Linked DNA regions of Anser cygnoides: region 1 is linked to region 2. Evidence: chromatin contacts called from public Hi-C data. All regions are on one chromosome and are shown on one strand. The core of a region is the stretch at or near the end of the contact, and the rest is flanking DNA. Distances in the headings are between cores, read along the strand shown.

Region 1 (2,909 bases), core at 393-2,892, 140 kb before region 2:
GGACGGATGGATACCGAAGGTCAGTATTAAGGTAGTGTGTGCTTTTTTTATTCTACATATTTCACTGCATACAGCCAGCCAGGTGACCAGATGTTATCTGGTCACAGCTGCTTATATCGAATTACACTTTCATGCTTTCAGTGTATTTTTTCTTTAAAGGAATTACACTTTCTGGATTACACTGCCGTGCTCAGAGCTCCAATATGCCTGCCAAAGACATTTGCAAAGTGCCTTCTCTTTTGCAAACCTATTCAAGCTCTTCCTCTGCATCCCTGGCTTCAAGACGCAGACTATCTTTAACGCTGTCCAAGATTAAAGTGCCCCGTCGAACTCCAGTGATGCCAACAGCAAATATAAAGCTTCCTCCTGGGATTTTCAAATGTATAGAATCTCAGGGAAGGATTTCAGCTAATGAAGAGTCTCAAATAGTGGTGAAACGAAGGGAGCAGCCAGCAAGGCGAACTGATAAAATCCACTCTGTATACATTGCACAAGGGTCTGCAGTGGCCCACGCTCAGGAACTTTTAGATGAATATGAACCAACAGCAAAAGTAAAACGGAGGTTTTCGGACCCTTACTCCCACATTCCCTGTACAGATGAATGAAATACTTAAGCTGTCTGGATTTTCAAAAGTTGACTGCAGCTTTGTTTTTAACCCTTTGGAGGCTGTGGACTTTTCATGTTCTTTTAAGTGGCTGCTGGGGAGACAGCCTGGAAACATACAGTACTGTAAGGGTTAAGCAAGGTTGTTTAAAAGAAATATGCTTCACTTTAAATTAAAACCCTGCAAGGAAGTAGAACATAAAACTTACCTTGAGTAAAATACATGGATTGAGTGTACAGGAAAAAAAATGTCCCCTGATTCTGCTGCCGTGCCTTTTTCCATTTGCCTTACAATGGACTCTAATGGGACCAACAGTGACTTTGCGTCAATGTGTGTTGCCTTGATTTTTGTATGTTTTTATGACAACTTTGTGTGGTTTACAAAACGGTTAATGTTGTAATAGCCTTAACGGAGACCAAAATGTATAAAAACTTTTATTAATACATTGCACTTTTTAAAAATATGTGTTAGTTTATCAATGTTCTTTTGCCAGTACCTGCCTTTCTTAGTGAACAAGTTATTAGATAGGAAGTCACTGCTTTGACTTGCTTTTTGTCAGCACTTCAAATCACGGTGGGAAAGCTCTCCACACAGGGGAAGCACTAATGGCAAAACTGGTGTCACCATGAAGTATTTTGGTGCCCTTTGAACCAAATGCACAGCCCAGCTTGTGCTGTGCAGAGCTGCCTCAGCCCCTCACAATTAACATCTGTGTGGTGAAATCCCTCAGGGCGAAGCGCACTAATGCATAAAACGCTTTAAAGCTGAGCGCCATGTACACATTGTTGTGGAATTTGTCCAAAATCCCTGATGCTAGGTGCTGCTCCTCTGAGAGGGAAAAGCACTGCTGCGGAGGCTGTATCGACGCTACCCCACTGGGTCCGAGCAGCAGCAGCCTGTGTGGATGCGTGGGGGCATTTGTTGGTTTAGGTGTGGGATTTTATTTTATTTTATTTTTTAATAGAAACATTCAGCGATCTTTCCAACCCGCCGCTCCTCCCCGCGCCCCGCCCTAAGATGGCGCCTCCTCCCGCCCCGCCCTAAAATGGCGTCCGCCTTCCGGGGAGCGGCGCTGAGGCGCTTTCCGGTGGCCCCGGTCCGCCATGGCGGCGACGCGGCTGGAGCTGAACCTGATGCGGCTCTTGAGCCGCTGCGAGGCGCTGGCGGCGGAGCGGCGAGACCCCGAGGAGTGGCGGCTGGAGAAGGTGAGGCGCGGCCCGGCCGTCCAGGGGCAGCGCGCCGCGGGGCGAGACCGGCCGGGAAAAGCGGGCGGCCCGGGAGCCCCTCTCCCCTCAGCAGCACGGTTCGCCTTCTCGAAATAAACTGAGGTAGCGGGTGTTTTATAGTGTTAAAACTTAAGTCTTTCTCTCAGGCGTGCTGCAGCCTCTGCCAGGCAGAATGTATCTCGTTAATGCTGACAACTAAAAACCTTTTTCTCCCCAGTATGTGACAGCTCTTGAAGACATGCTCCGAGAGCTGAAGAAGCAGTCCAGGTGAGATGCCCTTTGAAGACCTGAGTGTCCCGCATTGCCAGTGGTCTCTTACCTGTAAGCCAAATGTACCCCCAAGCACCAGGAATACGTACGCTTCCCTGTGGAGATACCTGTCTGTTAAGGGGAAATAGTGTGTGTGCAGCAGGCACCATCCAGCACCTCAAGGAGCTTTGCAGCTCAGTCATGGTTGCAGACACTTTCCTTCATAGAATCATAGAATGGCTTGGGTTGGAAGGTGCCTCGAAGATCATCAGGTCTCGGCCTCACGCAGTGTTCTTGCACCTCTGGGCATGCCGTGGCCTGAGCCATCAGCATCCACAGTGCCCTGGAAAAGGTGACTCGTGGGGGGTTGCAGGAGTGTTCCCAGCTTGAGGCTATTTCTTCTTTGAAGAACCATGTGCTGTTTTGTTTTATTTGAAAAGTTACCTAAGTAATAGAAAGTGCTGAGGCTTACTGGTTCTCATAGTTGTTTTTTTTTTTTTTCAATTCCAATAGCAAGCCTGCCCCAGAACTGCTGAATGAATACTCTCGCAAAGTGGACTTCCTAAAGGGACTTTTAGAAGCTGAAAAATTGGTAAGATATATTAGTTCAGCTTGAAAAGACTTTAAAAGTATTCTCCACTAATTTTCTCCTTGTCAGCTTGTTTCTATGTTTCCTTTTATTTTATATCTCAAAAATAACACTTGTTTAAAATCTGATCAGGTACTCCCTGATAAAATATGTATGAATATATTGTATTTTGTTAAAAGGGGGTATTGTATGAATTCTGAAACTTCTTTCTTACTTTTCAAAAAAACATAGAATGCATCT
Region 2 (3,266 bases), core at 251-2,750:
GTCTTTGCACCGTGACGTTCCCCCTTTCTCGCTGACTGCCCAGGACTTCCTGCACCATCGACTGCCTCTGTGTTGTTTTACCTAGCTCTTCTGGTGCCCTGCTTTTGGCCCATCTGTGTGTTATTACAGGTAACATTTATTTCAAGAGTTGAATGAGGACACAAGGTGTTGTGACAACAAGAATAAACATCTGGGGATCAGCCCAAAGACATGGGTGACACATTTCTGTGGGTTGCAAGACCCGCAGAGTGCCTCCGGGCGGGTGCTGGGGCAGGAGGGAGCAGGTGGGGTAGGGGAAGCTCAGAGGAAGGGCAAGAGATCAGAGGCAAAGTGAGAGGCACTGTCAGGGCTGCATGTGGGCTGGAATCTTCCCTTGTTATCTGTTTAGATTTTGGTGTCAAGGCCTGAAACCAAAGGCCAGTGAACAGTAGGACAGAGAGGTAGCCCTCCCCAGCTTATGATGAGTGGGCTGTTTTCCTAGCGACGAGCAGTGTATTTTTGTTGAGCTGATAGCTCACGTGGATTTCCTGAATGCTGAGCTTGCACTAACTCTGTTTGGGCTGTAGATATTTTGAAGCGGGATCCGTGTGGGGCGGTCAGCTCCCTCCCCTGGGAGGCCAAGCGAGCAGGGTCAGCTGGTGCCTTGTCACAGCTGCCACTTCACAAGCTCTTCGTGGCCTTTTGATGCGGACAGACTTGATTCATGTGTGCTGCAAACCAACACCAAAGCATTTGAGCAGGCGTTACTAAATCACTTCCAATCGCTGCGTTCTCTACGTAAACAGGGGCTGGGCCCACAAACCCCTTGTGCTTTCCTTTTGGGATCTGACTCTGCATCTCTTGGGAAAGGGACGTTCTGTGCTCCACACGTACTTCAAAGAAGCTGCACGCTCAAGCCTTGCAAATTCCCACAGGCACCTCACATCGGTGTCTTACACTGGTAGGTTGCAAACACCTCGATTCAAACGCCTGGATTGCGTCACTTGGTGTAGTAACAGGGACTTGCACATGCTACGGGTCTGCCCCATAGCTTTTATGTGACCCTGAGGTGGCATTGCCACCTGTTGCACTGCTGCAGGAACAGCTGTGGGTCACTGGGGTTGTTAAATGGTGAACATCAGCCTTTTGGTGGTACCAGCTGGCTGGGGAGCTGCTGCTGGGAGGACCCTGAGGTTGTTTACTTTTTTTTCCACATGGATTTTGATGCAATTTCAGACAGAGAAAGCAAAGCTGGCTTTTGGGATAAGGGTCTTGGCTTTCTAAACCCCTCTCCATCCACTTCCAGAAATGCTTCAGGAATGCCTGAATTTGGGAAGGCCAAACAGCCTTTCTGTGCTTCCCCCAGTGACATGAAACCTGCCAGCACGGCTGGCGGTGCGTGACAGCTCCCTGCGGACGGAGCCACCAGCACGTACCAGTGGCACATCAACAGCGCCTGTGACTCAGAGATAAGACAACGTGACGTTATTTCTCCTTCGGCTTAAAAACGCGTCACTCGCCTCCACGGCCCCCTCCTCGGCGCTGCACCAGCCTCACGCACGGGGTCAGCACTAAAGCGTCACCATGTAACGGGGTCTCAGTCCAACCTTGGGAGAGCTAGGCCTGGAGGGCCGGGCCGCTTAGGGGCAGGGATAAATAAGGATTTCGGGGCAGCCTTTGCTCTTTCTTCCTTTCCCTGGAGGGCCGCACAGGTGCCTGTCCCGCTTGCCCAAAGTGGGGACCAGCCTGCCTCCCAGAACTGCCCGGATAATCAGGGGCAGCAGCGATGCAGCCCCTCAGGCGTGTGCGGAGCTTGGCGGTGGAGCTGGAGGACGGGCGAGTGTGGGGTGCCTACGGCAGCGGGGAGCTGCTGCACGGCCGCGTGCGGCTGGAGCTGCGCGGCGCGCTGCGGCTACGGGCGCTGGAGGTGTGCGCTCGCGGGCGCGCTTCCGTGCACTGGCTGGAGAGCCACAGCGTGGGGCTCAACACCGTCTACCACGATTACACAGCCTTCCAGACCTTCCTGTACCGCCGCTGCCAGCTCATCCCCGGTAAGGCTGGGGCTCGAGGGTGGCTGTGTGCTACGGGGTGTTGGGTTGGGACCTCCATGGGCTGCAGGCACCCTCTCTGGGCAGGTCTCCACCCTCCTCGTGAAGGTTGGTGCCACCTGCAAGCAGCAGCATCCCTCTCGGCCTCTGCCAAGGGTTTCTTTGCTGCTGGTTTCTGGGAGGTCGCCTGCAAACTCGGGGCTGGTGAGCATGAAAGGGTTGTGGCTTTTGTTCTGTTTGCACAGGGAAGTGCAAATAGAAGTGTCTGTTCACAAGTGTGGAAAGAGCACTTAGTAGTTCAGTAAATATTTGTTTCCAGTTTTCTGATGCTGGAACCACATGCCCAGCTGGCATGTTGCTTGGATCTACTGCATGAGGACAAGCCACTTGAATTATTTGCCTGGTTGGGATGAAATGATCCAGAGCCAAGGGATACGGGACATCGCAGCTGTCCATCCGCTCGTTAACTCTGCCTTATGAAAGTGCTTGTCTTTTATCCTCCCCCACAGTGATATCATTACAGCCGTGGCTCTGTGCTTCCCCTCCGCCCCTTTCCGATGCCATCTTATTGCCCGTCCTGCTTGGTGTATTAGGGTGCCTAATACTACGTACTGAGGGCATGGAGTTTTGCTGGCGGCCAAGGGCCCAGCTGGCAAACGCAGAGCTTGCAGGAGTGATGGCAGCTGCTGCTCTGGAGGTGTTTTTGTCCCTAGACTGCACTGTAGGGCCATATTCTCTTTTTCTGGACGACTGTACCTTGCCACCTGCTCCAAACACCTGCATTACTCCAGAGTTTCTGTCTTTTTGGCAGCGGCTCTTCTGTGCTGTGCCTAAGGATGGCCCCTTGGCAGCTGCAAGTGTGTTAAGCGGCCTGATGACACTTAAGGATGTGGGAGAAGCCCGCGCCCCGAACTCCAGTGGAGAAGATCCTGAGTGGTCATCACACTGTTTGGATGGTGGCTGCGTTAGCTGTAAGGGTATAGGGTGAGTTTTATTCCCCATTATCCCTGCAGTGAATGTCTGTAGAGCAGTCACGAGCTGCCGCGAGCGTGTTTGCATTCTGCTGCTAGGACTGTGTATTACACAAGCCCCCGGAGCCGGCTGGAGGAGGGCGCTTAGCCAAGGGCTGGAGGAATTACAGGAGCTGCTTGGCCTTGCCAGCACCCTGCGCTCCTGGAGCTCGGAGCTAATGGCTTCTGGCCCTCGCCTACTGCGTGGGGAGAGTTTAAGTGGGCTCCG

Evidence for each region. Hi-C and Micro-C count contacts between places; a contact is called where the count stands out from the background.
Region 1: a Hi-C map of liver shows a contact between it and region 2, with 5 times the contacts expected there. The contact joins the promoter of USE1 here to the promoter of ARRDC2 in region 2. A contact is called at or near these places in 2 of 7 Hi-C or Micro-C datasets (both in liver).

Annotation. Positions count from the first base shown.
Region 1 is chr27:2,259,365-2,262,273 of Taihu_goose_T2T_genome, reverse strand. It overlaps USE1 (unconventional SNARE in the ER 1), which reads left to right and starts at 1,642. Exons shown (of 8, transcript XM_013195300.3): 1 at 1,642-1,810; 2 at 2,049-2,098; 3 at 2,594-2,672. The coding sequence starts at 1,709. It overlaps MYO9B (myosin IXB), which reads left to right. Exons shown (of 41, transcript XM_048077628.2): 40 at 1-19; 41 at 160-1,068. The coding sequence ends at 605.
Region 2 is chr27:2,120,323-2,123,588 of Taihu_goose_T2T_genome, reverse strand. It overlaps ARRDC2 (arrestin domain containing 2), which reads left to right and starts at 1,500. Exons shown (of 8, transcript XM_013195265.3): 1 at 1,500-2,030. The coding sequence starts at 1,766. It overlaps SAXO5 (stabilizer of axonemal microtubules 5), which reads left to right. Exons shown (of 8, transcript XM_066984132.1): 8 at 1-261. The coding sequence ends at 15.